Regions from separate parts of the Mus musculus genome. Here region 1 is linked to region 2. Evidence: chromatin contacts called from public Hi-C data. All regions are on one chromosome and are shown on one strand. The core of a region is the stretch at or near the end of the contact, and the rest is flanking DNA. Distances in the headings are between cores, read along the strand shown. Region 1 overlaps Ank3 (ankyrin 3, epithelial). Region 2 overlaps Ank3 (ankyrin 3, epithelial).

Region 1 (5,745 bases), core at 1,190-3,689, 220 kb before region 2:
GTGCCTTAGGTATAAATCAAAAGGAAGAATGTTTTTAATGGAAGATCCATAAGCTCAGATTATACATGGCCACTACACTTTTTATACCACCACAATTTTGAGGAGATGCTAAGGGATCTCTTTTTTTTTTTTTTTTTGTGACTAGGACAAGAGGGGAAAAATTAACATTAGACACCCAGCTTACATTCTAGTCCTTTTCCTTAAACAGTGTCTAAGCAAGAGCTAAGAAAACTAGGGCAAGGGCTATTTTTAAGGCATCTTTAAAGTTCTTTATTTGGGGGATTTGCAAGCAAAATGGTGTGAAGATTTGCCTGACTGCAGTTGTTAGTTCTGCCAGATTTGGAAAGCAGTGTGAAAATAATATTGATTCCACTTATTATTTCCTATTAAGAATTTACCAAATCTTATCAAATCGATCCAATCCCATGTGCGTTTGTGTCTGAAGATAAGACAGATGAGGTTCTGTGGCGATGAAAATTCCCTACCTAGAAGAGCAAGCGCGTGTGCCTTTTCTCGAAAGCCATAACTCCAGTGAGATAATCTGCAGGGCCTGAAGTCCTCAGCCCTACATACAGGGTCTTCAAATCTTCTCTCTCATTTCTTGCAACAAGTATAGCATCTGTCTTAGCCAGCAGGGGTTGAGGAAAGAGAAGAGCATCAACCTCAACCCTGTCTTTTCATACTCATGGAACAGTCAGCAATTCACAAAGCATGCTGGGGACTCATCTAGCTGACTGTATCATAGGAGGTGGACCAGGCCGGGGAGGGGGTGGGGGAGGAATGAGCTGTTTAAGACCTTGATACATTGTGGCAGTGCTCTGTGGAGACAACACTGTCTCCATGACGTCATGGAGACACAGAAGCCAAGCACAGCTCTTCCGTGCTGGTCACTGACAGAATTCAGGATGGTTATTATTCATATGGCTCTCCTGGCCCTATGGCTCACACCTACCTACAGGAGACCCTAAGGGTCTGTGCGTATGGAGGGTACTCTGTACTTGATGAGAAGGGCCTGCAGACTGAGACAGTGTTCCTGAGGTTGAATTTCCTTCTGAATTTCTGACCTCCTGGCCTTGGTGTTCAATGGTTACCAACTGCTCCTTGCTTTTTCCTTCTTGGGAGAGATATGGCTCTGTCCTCAGTCTGCCAGGCTGGTGCAATGGGCCACAGATCTTAGTCCCACAGAGGTTCACTCTCAGACAACCCAGACTTATACAAAACATGTGATGAAAGGATGAGACTCTGTCACAAGGTCCTATGGATACAAAGCAATATGAGAAGCCAAAGGAAGATAGTGGTATACTCAGAGCTTCTGAAAGCAAATGCTCTGAGAGATACAGGAACACAGATCTACTATTTGAAAACACAAAGTTACCATTTCAGGCTCCTTTGTTCATCTGCTCTTCCTCTTTTCCTCTTTCCCTGTCTTTCCTTCTCTGTCTACTGAGAGTCCAGTAGGATTAGTCCAACCAAAGCATCATTTAACTCACCATACATGTACAGAAGAGCAGTCATGGCCGTCCTAGAGTCTTAGAAAGCTTGCTAGACTCAGAAAAGAAAATGGTTTGTTTGCTCACTTATATCTCCTACTTGTTAATAGGTCCCGGGTGCTCTTCATTTGGAATTGTGATGGGGGAGGGGGAAATGCACTCTCCTCCGAGGGTGGCAATAGTCACCTCATCTGTGTGTGCTGGGAACTTGACCTAAGAGTTGGTGATGTCCCTAGCCAGTCTAGACATCCTCTCTGTCTTTCGCTTTTAACTGTTCCTCTTTCCGCCCATTCCTCCCTCCCTGCTCCTTTCTGGCTTCCAAAAGCAAAGCTTTCAGTAAGACTTTATTATGGGAATTGTCCTTTTCAGACTTCCTTTAAAATTTGTGACTAATTGTAATTCACAGTTCAAATGAGCAGGAGAAGAAATAAATGACCATAATGTACCCACATTTTACCTTGACATGGGACACACTTTTAATCTTAAACGCATTTTGGAAGAACTTTCATGTGTTGTCAGTTGAGCTCTTAGTTTTGTAACCCTATCAGAAACCAATTTTGAAACTCTGGAAACATACCTTTCCACAGCCCCCTCCCCGACACACATACACTTCTAGGACAATCCCATGAGACCTTGAGGCTGCTGACAGTTCATCCTCCGCCCCCTGTGGCTGCTCAGTGCTCTCTTAAGGTCCCTGGGTCTCATTCACCAGAACTTCCGTGGTTGGTGCTCATTTCTTTATCCGAGCCTACAGTTTCTTCCCGAGACACTGCTGTTCAGCTGAGCTGAGCTGAGCACTTTGACCGGGATGCAAATAATGCAAACATGTGTCATTTTATTTTCTCACCTCCCAGAGGGACCTTCCCACACGCTTCTGCCCCTGGATGGAGTGCTGTATGACTGTGAATAATTCACTGGGGTGAATAATTCTGCATTTGGCAATCCTATGACAAAATGAGTCCCGTGAACACAGCAGATGTACATTCTGAGTGGCTGCCATCAGCGTGCATCTGGGGAGTTATTTACTGGTTATTGGCAGATTCGGGGGAGGGGAATGGGGGAGGCAGAAGAGCCAAGGACTCTGCTCTCTCCTCCTTTCTTTTTCTGACAATTGCCCCAGGACGGAACCTTCTCAGTCTGAATCCTTCCATGGAACTCTTAGAGGGAAACGTTTATGCTCCTGGTTTTCCCCTGAACCAGGAGATGCGGGCCCTGCCCTGGCCATTATATAAACTCCAGTCACTCATAGGAAAACAGTCGAGGCCAAGCTCTGTGGCCTCTGTGTGGCATTGTCCAGCTTTACCCAAGTGAATTGGGGGGATTTTTCGCTCTGAAACTTGGAGAGCAGCTTAAGTAATTGGAGCTACATTATTCCTCCTGGAGCCTGCCAGGTCAGTAGCCCCAATAAAGCATGGAAGGATACAGGGAACCCAAATGGGCAATGGTAGGGACACACCATCATATCTTTGTCCCTGTGCTGACACTGCAGAACTCCATGCCTCCTGTCTGCTGTGGTCCTGCGGGAGACAGTGCTTGTGCCTCATCTGCACTCCTCACACTGAAGTCTCCCTTCCCGTTTGCCTGTCTTCCTGTATCTTTGATCACAATAAGACTGACGTGCAGTCAGAACATCTTCCTGAATTGTAGCATCACATATCTCCCATGTTGCTAGTGCTGGGCAAGAGTGAGCAGCTTGGCCTTGTCTGGAGGCTTCAAAGCACAGGCCTTTGAAGTCATGACTCTTTTTTGGCGATGTTGTTGCGATTCCTCCTGTGTTCCTAGTCTCCTATGTCCCCTCCCTGCTTGCCCTAGCTTGCTTTCTGTCACTATAATAAAGACCACGACCAAAAGCAACATTTGGTGAAAAGGTTTGCAGTCCATCATTGAGGGAAGCCAAGGCAGGAACTCTAACAGGGCAGGAACCTAGGAGCAGACACGGCAGCGGAAACTATAGGGGAACACTGCTTCCTGGTTTGTTCTCCAGGGCTCATGCAGTTTGCTTACTTATACCACCCTGGACTATCTGCCCAGGAGTGATGTCCTTAATCAAGAAAGTGCTCCACAAATTTCCCCACAGGAAATCTCTCAATTGAGGTTCCATCTTTCTAGATGACTCTAGCTTATGTCAAGGTGACAACTGACTGGGACACTGCACTAAAAATATAAAATAAAATAAAATAAAATAAAATAAAATAAAATAAAATAAAATACCAGGCCCTTCTCAGAAGCATGCATCCAGCCATGCTCTAAGACTCAGAGTTAGCAGCCTACACTCAAATGTTTGCTCAAGCTCCCAATATATATATATATATATTTAGATGCATATATAGATATTTAGATAGATAGATAGATAGATAGATAGATAGATAGATAGATAGATAGATATTTAGGTACTTATATATGTATATATTTAGATACATATATAAATATATATATTTATATTTTGATACATAGAAATATATATATAGATAAATATATAAATGTATTTAGATACATACATACATACATGATCACCTTCTTGCCTTGCCCATCCCTAATCATAAGTGACAAACCATAATGTAACTTTGACTTTCTTTACCGTAATACTTGGTATATAGTAAGCCCCACATCTAGCCTCACAGTTGATATACATGAATAGTAAATCCTTTAGCTGTCAGCTGTGTAGCCTCAGCACAGTGGCTGCCTTCCGGTCCTTCCTAGGAAGATGCTTGGTGACTAGACCACGCCTTTTCCCCTCTCCCTCTTTCTTGCCTGTCATTTTCTTACTGTTTCCCCTCTAATTCTCCACCTTCCATGAGACTTGGCTAGAGATCCTTGCTGTTGAAAACTTTCTCCTATAATTCTGGTGCAACTGGAAGGACAAACAGTCATGGTATGCATTTAATGTCTCCCTCAGCCTCACTCCAACTCAAACCATGGGTATTTTTATATCTGTGCCTCTGTTTCTTTGTATTCAGTCAGAATTAAGGTGGCTTTTAACAGTCATCCGCATTCAGAGAGCCGAGTTATTTTTGAATCGGTCTTTATGAGAGGCACTGACTGTGAGCCAAGCGTTAAGGATTGGGATTTTATGTAATGGGAAGGAGTGTGTGTGTGTGTGTGTGTGTGTGTGTGTTTGAAAAAAAGATGATTCTAGACACAGTCCTCCACAAATGCGTTTCCCCGAGTTGTTGTGTTTGAGACATCAAACAGCCCTTCCTGATCAACCTTTGCTCGTTACGGTTGTGGATATTTCTTTTGTGAGTTGCCTGCCAGAGTAACAACACTGGAGGTCTTTGTACCCCTCCTGAAGTCGATGGAATCAGGCTGTCTGGTCGGATAGACATCTTGCAGAATGCAATCTGCTCTCCCAGTTCTTCGGGTTGAGTTCATGAGAGTATGGCTTACAGGAAAGGTTGAAGTTCAAGTAGCAGTGAAAAGCCCTGTGGAACCACGACCAGTCTGTACCCATCATGCTTTGCTCTCCTTGCCTTCTGGGAACAGCTGTGCTGCTCAGCTGTGAGGGGTGGTGTTCGTCCTCTCATCTGCTTCTCTCATGAGTCACCTAATTTCCATTTGCTCAGTGATCACAGAGTGTGGCTGCCACAAGTTCAAGTTCATGCTGGAGTAGGAGAGAGATGGGAATCTGCAGAGGTGAGGTACACAGTGCCTGGATGGGAGTGTGGGTCTGTGTGTGTATGCTTGTGTGTCTCGGTATGTATCTATGTGTGTGTGTATGTCTGTGTGTATGTGTCTGCTTGTGTGTTTCTGTGTGTATCTTTATGTGTGTACGTGTATCTGTATATGTGTGTATATATGTTTGTGTACATGTATGTATGTCTGTATTTGTGTATTGGTATGTGTGAGTGTGCCTGTGCGTGTGGTCTGTGTGTCTGTGTGTGTGTGTATGTGTGCCTGTGGGTATGTGGTGTATGTATGTGTGTCTGTGTGCATGTGTGTATCTGTGTGTGTGCATGTGGGTCTGTGTGTGTATGTCTGTATGTCTCTGTATGTATATGTGTTGAGTACCTCTGTGTGTATATCTGTTTGCGTGTCTCTGTATGTGTCTGTGTTGTGTACCTCTGTGTATGTGTCTATATGTATCTGTGTGTGTGTGTGTTCCTGCTTTATAACCACCTTATGCCTTATTCCTTTGAAGCCTAGTTTTTCAGTGAACCTGAGATTTACAGGTCTCTTGCCTAGGCTGGCTGGCCAGCAAGCCCCAACAGTCCCCTTGTCTCCACCCCGCACAGCCAAATGCACAGGCACCACCCAG
Region 2 (6,003 bases), core at 63-2,562:
AGGTGTCCTGCTCTACCGTGCTACACCTTAGCCATTAGGTGTCCTGCTCTATCATGCTACACCTTATTGCCTTGACACAGGGTCTCACTGAAGCCAGAACTCTTCATTTTTGCCTAGGCTGCCTGACCAGCAAGCCCCAGCTCTCCTCCTGCCTCCCTCTCTCTCTCTCTCTCTCTCTCTCTCTCTCTCTCTCTCTCTCTCTCTCTCTCTCTCTCACACCTCACCTCCTGACACCTTGTACTGAGATCGCATAGGCAATGCCAGGCTATGCCAGGCTTCCTAAGTGGGCATTGGGGAGCACAACTCAGGTGGCTCTGCTTGCACCAAGTTGCTTTCCCCTGTCCCTATTCCTATTGTTTATTGTTAATCGAGCCAGAGTATCGGCGGTTGTGCCAATTAAGCAGGCGTATGAGCTCCTCTGTGATGAGGTAAACTGCTAGACCTGTCTGGGTGTTCAGAACCTGTCCTTACCAACTCAAGTTTCAGGTGGCAGCTCAGTTTTTATCTCTGGCAGCAGACAGAGATCTATCGTATCTAGGTCTTTGCACAAGAAAAGGTGCTGCAGATGTGCAAACAACATTAACAGGCACGTATCCCACCAGCAAGCATCCCACACTGTGTAACGAAAACCTTAATAAACTCAGTGCCTCCAAAGTCCATTCCTAATAGCTATTTGTAGTTTTGTCAGATCTGGGACCACAGGTTCCAAGTCCCCTTCCTCCTCCCGGGTCCCTAACTTACAAATCAAAGCAGTTTAGCAATGGCTCAACGAGGATCCCCTCAAGTAGCCAGTTGTTGCAAGTAGTTGTATTGAGTCTGATACAAATTAAAATGTGGTTACAAATGTAACACTAAATAGAAAATGACTACCTGCTTCTAAATATATTTCTGTCAACAGAATATTAGAATTAAATTTCTAAGTTCCAAACTGGCACTTCTTTTCAATACTTACCTTTATCAAGCTTAAGATAAATGGTAATTTTAAAAGTGCCCCGTCATAGTTGAGCAGTGAAAAATGGAGCCTTACATTGTAGACATGTGGCCTACAGCGCCATCTTCTGGAGTCATCTGGTAGTGATGGTTCTGCAATTTTTTTCCAAATAGAAAACGTTTCTCAAGATTGCATTTAAAGTGCCGAAAGAATACATAACAATTTACTTCTAAAATCCCCCAAACGAATTACAACAAAATAGTTACCTATTTTCAATCTGTTTCAGTAAACTGGCATTTTAAATCAACCGAATGAAGACTGAGGCATAGCAAAAGGAAAGGAAAATATTCCCCAAATAGGCTCTGAAATCTGATACTTGGGAAATGGAAATTGGGCCAAAGTAAACCAGCACTGATACTTCCCACCTCCATATGATCTGTGTGCATAGATTTGCCAGCAACTTGACATTATGACCATAAATTTGGGACCCCAAGGAACGACCTCAGCTATGTTGTTCCTGGGGTCAGACAGTGCGTTAGCCCAGGCTTGGGAATCAGCATTAGCTACGTTTGGGTGTGGTGCACCAGTGTGCCCAGCACAGCAGGTCTGAGCTGCAGCCCCTGGGTGTCATGCTTCTGCCAGGCACCTCGTGAGGGTGGTGTAACTTGAAGACACTTTCCATGAGCCCGTCTCGAGATAGGATTGTACTGATTGTTTTTCTCCATAAATGTAGGGCTAACCATTTAAAGGTCTGAAGAGAGGCATGACAGAGTAATTTTCCTGAAAACTGTGTTTTCAGAAATGGTTACGTAGGCTGAGCAGAAATTAAACCTGAGCATGGAGCTCATCATTCATGGGACATTGAGGCCTCTGTGTTTCTCTCCTTAGACGTCACACTCACACCAACCAGGTCCCAAGCAGCTCTTGAGAGCAAAGGCACCAGACAGACACAGTCTAAGTAAGAGAAGCAGACTTTCAGGCCCCGCCCAGTATAGGACAGTGAAGTCAGAGTATCCAGTGTGGAACTGAGAGTATAAGCTGTTCACAGACAGTGCTTGTGTCTTAAACTGTGCAAATACCAGGGCGGTAGTTCTCAACCTGTGAGTCGCGACCCCTTTGGCAAACCTTTTTCTTCAAAGATATTTACATTACAATTCGTAACAGTCGCAAAATTACAAAGCAACAAAATAAATTTACATGCATATATGTGTGTATGTGTATATATATATATATATATATATATATGTATTTATATTTATATTTATAAAGTAACAAAAATCATTTTATGGTTGAGGGGTCAGTTCAACATGTGGGACTGTATTAAAGGGCCCGCAGCGTTAGGATGGTTGGAATCGACTGTACTGGGGATTCCATGACTGTGAGTGTGATCCACACAGCACATTTATGGTATGGATTATCTTCTGGACATCTTCTCTGTGCAACAGCGGATCTCTAAGCAACGATTCTTGTTCTATATTCCTACTTCTATGAGTGCTATGTCCTCAGGCACACACCAGAACAGGGCATACGATCCCATTACAGATGGTTGTGAGCTACCATGTGGTTGCTGGGAATTGCACTCAGGTCCTCTGGAAGAGCAGTCACTGCTCTTAACCACTGAGCCATCTCTCCAGCCCCTCTACTTCTCTTTTCTAAAAAAAAAAAAAAAAAAAAAAAAAGGACCATTTAAAATGTATATCTCAATGCATATAAATCCATTCTCCCCTCCCCCAAAAGATGTTGGGATTGTCAGACTTATTAGTCATTCTCTGGTCATCTGACTCATCTGTTGGACTCTTCATATCTGCAGTAGACAACTTTGAGAAGGGCTCTATGTTCTCCTGAGTTCTTAAATCCCTTAGGCCATTCTTCAAATAATAATTTGAATTATAGACACATGGATATAACAGAGCTCCCCATAGATTAGCAGCTGGAAACTCTAAGGCCTCTTAATTTTAAAAAGTCTTTTTATTTTTATTTATTTATTTATTTTGTGTGTGTGTGTGTGTGTGTGTGTGAATGCAGGTATGTCTGTCGAGGTCAGAAGACAACTTTGAGAAGTGGGTTCTGTCCTTACCCGATGGGTTCCATGGACTTAACTTGGGACATTGAGCTTGTACCCACCCACTAAGCCATCTCACTGGCCCTCACACGGAACTCTTTATAAAACTTCTTCAAGGAGCACACATCAGCTACAACTTCCCTGTACCTGAATTTAAAGTGCTATCTAAAGGCTTCTCTCTAGATGGGAAATTGGTTACATGTTTACCCTTCTCCTGTTGTTGATCAACTCCCAGTTTCCTGGTTACTGCTTAAGCAACTGCTGAATGCCAGCCCTTCAGTGCCAGACATTGCTTAGCTTAATGTGATTTCACAGTGGTTAGTTTATCTTTTGTGAAGAGAAAACCAAACGTTTAGGGCACACCAACTTCAGAGTCAAAAGCATCGAGAGGAGCTAACCCAGTCAGTCCATGTGGCCATAAGCCATGGTGTTGTGGAAGTTGAACATGAGAGTTCGTTTTATTCCCACCCTTAGGTTTCTCCCACAGCTGGTTTTTTAGTACCCTCTTTTCTTTTAATAAAATATTTTAATTAAGTCTTCCAGACTCTCATACAGTTTCTCCCTCCATTTCCTCCTAGATTTGTCCTCCCCTCCCCATCCCTCCCAACTTCATACCTAATAACTCACCGAACAGTTAGCCGAATGTGTTTCCAGACATTTGGCTACTTCATTTTATTGTCCCTCTTAAGAACAATCCCAGCAAAATGTAGTTTTATTTATCATAGTTATATTATGTATATAATATATTGTATGTATGTTTACTATTGTAACATATAGTAGACTATAAATACTCACTCTTTAAGCGTTCTGTTTTTTATGTTTTATTTTTTAAAATAAATTTGTTTATGTATATGTATAAAGACATCACCTCTGCCTTCAGACCCACCAGAAGAGGGCATCAGATCCCATTACAGATAGTTGTGAGCCACCATCTGGTTGCTGGGAATTGAACTCAGGACTTCAGTGCTCTTCATCACTGAGCTATCTCTCCAGCCCCAAGTTTGTGTGTGTGTGTGTGTGTGTGTGTGTGTGTGTCACCTAATACAACACCCACAGAGCCCAGAAGAAGGCATCAGATACTATGGAGCTGGAGTTATAGGTAGTTTTGAGCCCAGGTTCTCTGCAGGAGCAGCAGATGCTCTTGACCAGAGCCATCTCTCCAGCCTCCTGCCGCCCTCCAAACATTCTGTGTAGCACAGCTTACAGTTCTCCTCCCTCCCTCCCTCCCTCCCTCCCTCCCTCCCTCCCTCCCTCCCTATCTCTTTTTACCCGCATTGCATAGCTAGGCACCCACGTGATCATGTAAAAATGTGGTCAGTCAGTTGCTAGAAGGTAATGTTATTCCATAGACTGATACATCAGACTTAGTTACTTTTTATCCTGTAACTGCTGAGGAAGAGCTAGAGCTAAGAATTCCACAGTGTTGTGCATGGCTGGTACTCGCTCCTCCCACCTCCCCAGGCTCACTCCTGGGACCCACCCATCCTTTACCTTTCGCTGCAATGTCTTAGCATTTAGCAGCCTTCCCTTTAGTGGCTGCCCTTAGCAATCCTTTTCTAGCCCACTATATCACTAATCTTGTGTTTTGGTTAGTTTAGTTTTGTTTTTTTATTTCTCTTTACTTGTTGATCCCTTTTGATTCTCAAGGGAAATATGGCACGCATTTTAAACACACAAACACGATATGACCTGGTTACGAGGGAACTTGGAAAGATCTTGTTTCTACTCTCTTCTGCTGTGGCCTGGAAATCAGAGTACTCAAGGCTGTGTATGTGATCCTATTGAGAGATGGCGCCTAGGGGCCCTGAATATTTCCACTTGTCTGCAGCAGTGCATGACAGTTCATGCCATGACGGAAGCGGGTGTTTCTCTAAGCTGAGGCTTATCTGCAAACCATCTGTTAATATGCATGTTGATGGTTAATTGTCATGCAGATTTTAATGGGGGCCAGAAGATCTGCTAAAAGCTTTAAAGTAAGGGGAGTACAAGACAGGGCTCCAAAGGCTCTACCACACCCTTAAAATGTCAGAAGCTGCAGGACCCTGAGCTTCTGGAACCTTCGTTGAACACAGATTAAAAACCAGCCTGTTGTTCTGTTTGGTGTCTCACAGTAATAATCTCTCTCAGCATGTAGAAAGCAGATGGAGAGAGCTCAGGAGTTCCAGACTCTTCTTGGCTGTATAGCAAATTCAAGACCAGCCTAGACTAGATGAGATCCTGTCTCAAGACAACAAACAGCTGGGCATGGTGGTACATTCCTTTAATCCCCACCCGAACCCCCTCCCCAGCACTTGGGAGGCAGAGACAGGCAGATCTCTGTGAGTTCAAAGCCAGCTTTGTCTATATAGTGAGTTCCAGGACAGCCAGAGCTGTGCAAAGAGATCCTGTCTCAAAAATAACAAAACAAAACAAACAAACAGAAAAGACAAATAAACCTAGAAGAACAAAGAAACAAAGATGAGCTTCCTTTCAGCATGCATTTGCTATAATTGAATGATACATGCACACATTCCACTTCGATGGCTTTAATGCCTTCAAAGATGATGCAATAGAATTGTGACCAGGTCGTCTCCATAGCACAAAACATCAGATAGCCATTAGATCCTAGGATGTGCTACAGAAGTTTCTACATTAAATCTTTACCAATGTGTGCACATGTACCCAACACATAGGAATGTGCGCGTACATACACACACAGGCAGGCACACACACTTACACAGGCATGCACACATCCGTTATGGCAGTAAATGTGTATTAGTACCACTCTTCCAAAACATGCCTACCTCCCCAGTGGGTCCAGTATGTCTTTCAGCACACTCAGAAGGCACAGGTTTTTCACGAACAGCTTGAGCCATTTTGCTGGACAACCCAAGGACAAATTGGTGACCGAGACAAAAGATCCCCATGGTGACAAAGCCATTGGCATGGACAATCTGGACTTTCTCCGGTGACTCCTGCTGCTTCTGCTGCACCCCACCCCTGACTCCCCACTCCCTCTATTAGAGTAATT

What was found. Hi-C and Micro-C count contacts between places; a contact is called where the count stands out from the background.
Region 1: a Hi-C map of embryonic fibroblasts shows a contact between it and region 2, with 6 times the contacts expected there. The contact joins two enhancer-like sites. A contact is called at or near these places in 5 of 484 Hi-C or Micro-C datasets (the 3T3-L1 cell line, the N1E-115 cell line, embryonic fibroblasts and 2 more) and 1 of 115 datasets of contacts at active chromatin or transcription factors (pancreatic cancer cells).

Annotation. Positions count from the first base shown.
Region 1 is chr10:69,741,977-69,747,721 of GRCm38.p6, forward strand. All of the region lies in intron 1 of Ank3 (ankyrin 3, epithelial), which reads left to right. Among named protein-coding and RNA genes, the nearest start is that of Gm33416, 120 kb to the right of the region's middle. Within about 2 kb of position 2,440, at least 57 of the 459 cell types and tissues checked have an H3K27ac peak or open chromatin away from gene starts, as enhancers often do. A contact at or near this core is called in embryonic fibroblasts and pancreatic cancer cells, where this site is marked.
Region 2 is chr10:69,963,774-69,969,776 of GRCm38.p6, forward strand. All of the region lies in intron 29 of Ank3 (ankyrin 3, epithelial), which reads left to right. Among named protein-coding and RNA genes, the nearest start is that of Gm33361, 45 kb to the left of the region's middle. Within about 2 kb of position 1,313, at least 41 of the 459 cell types and tissues checked have an H3K27ac peak or open chromatin away from gene starts, as enhancers often do. A contact at or near this core is called in embryonic fibroblasts and pancreatic cancer cells, where this site is marked.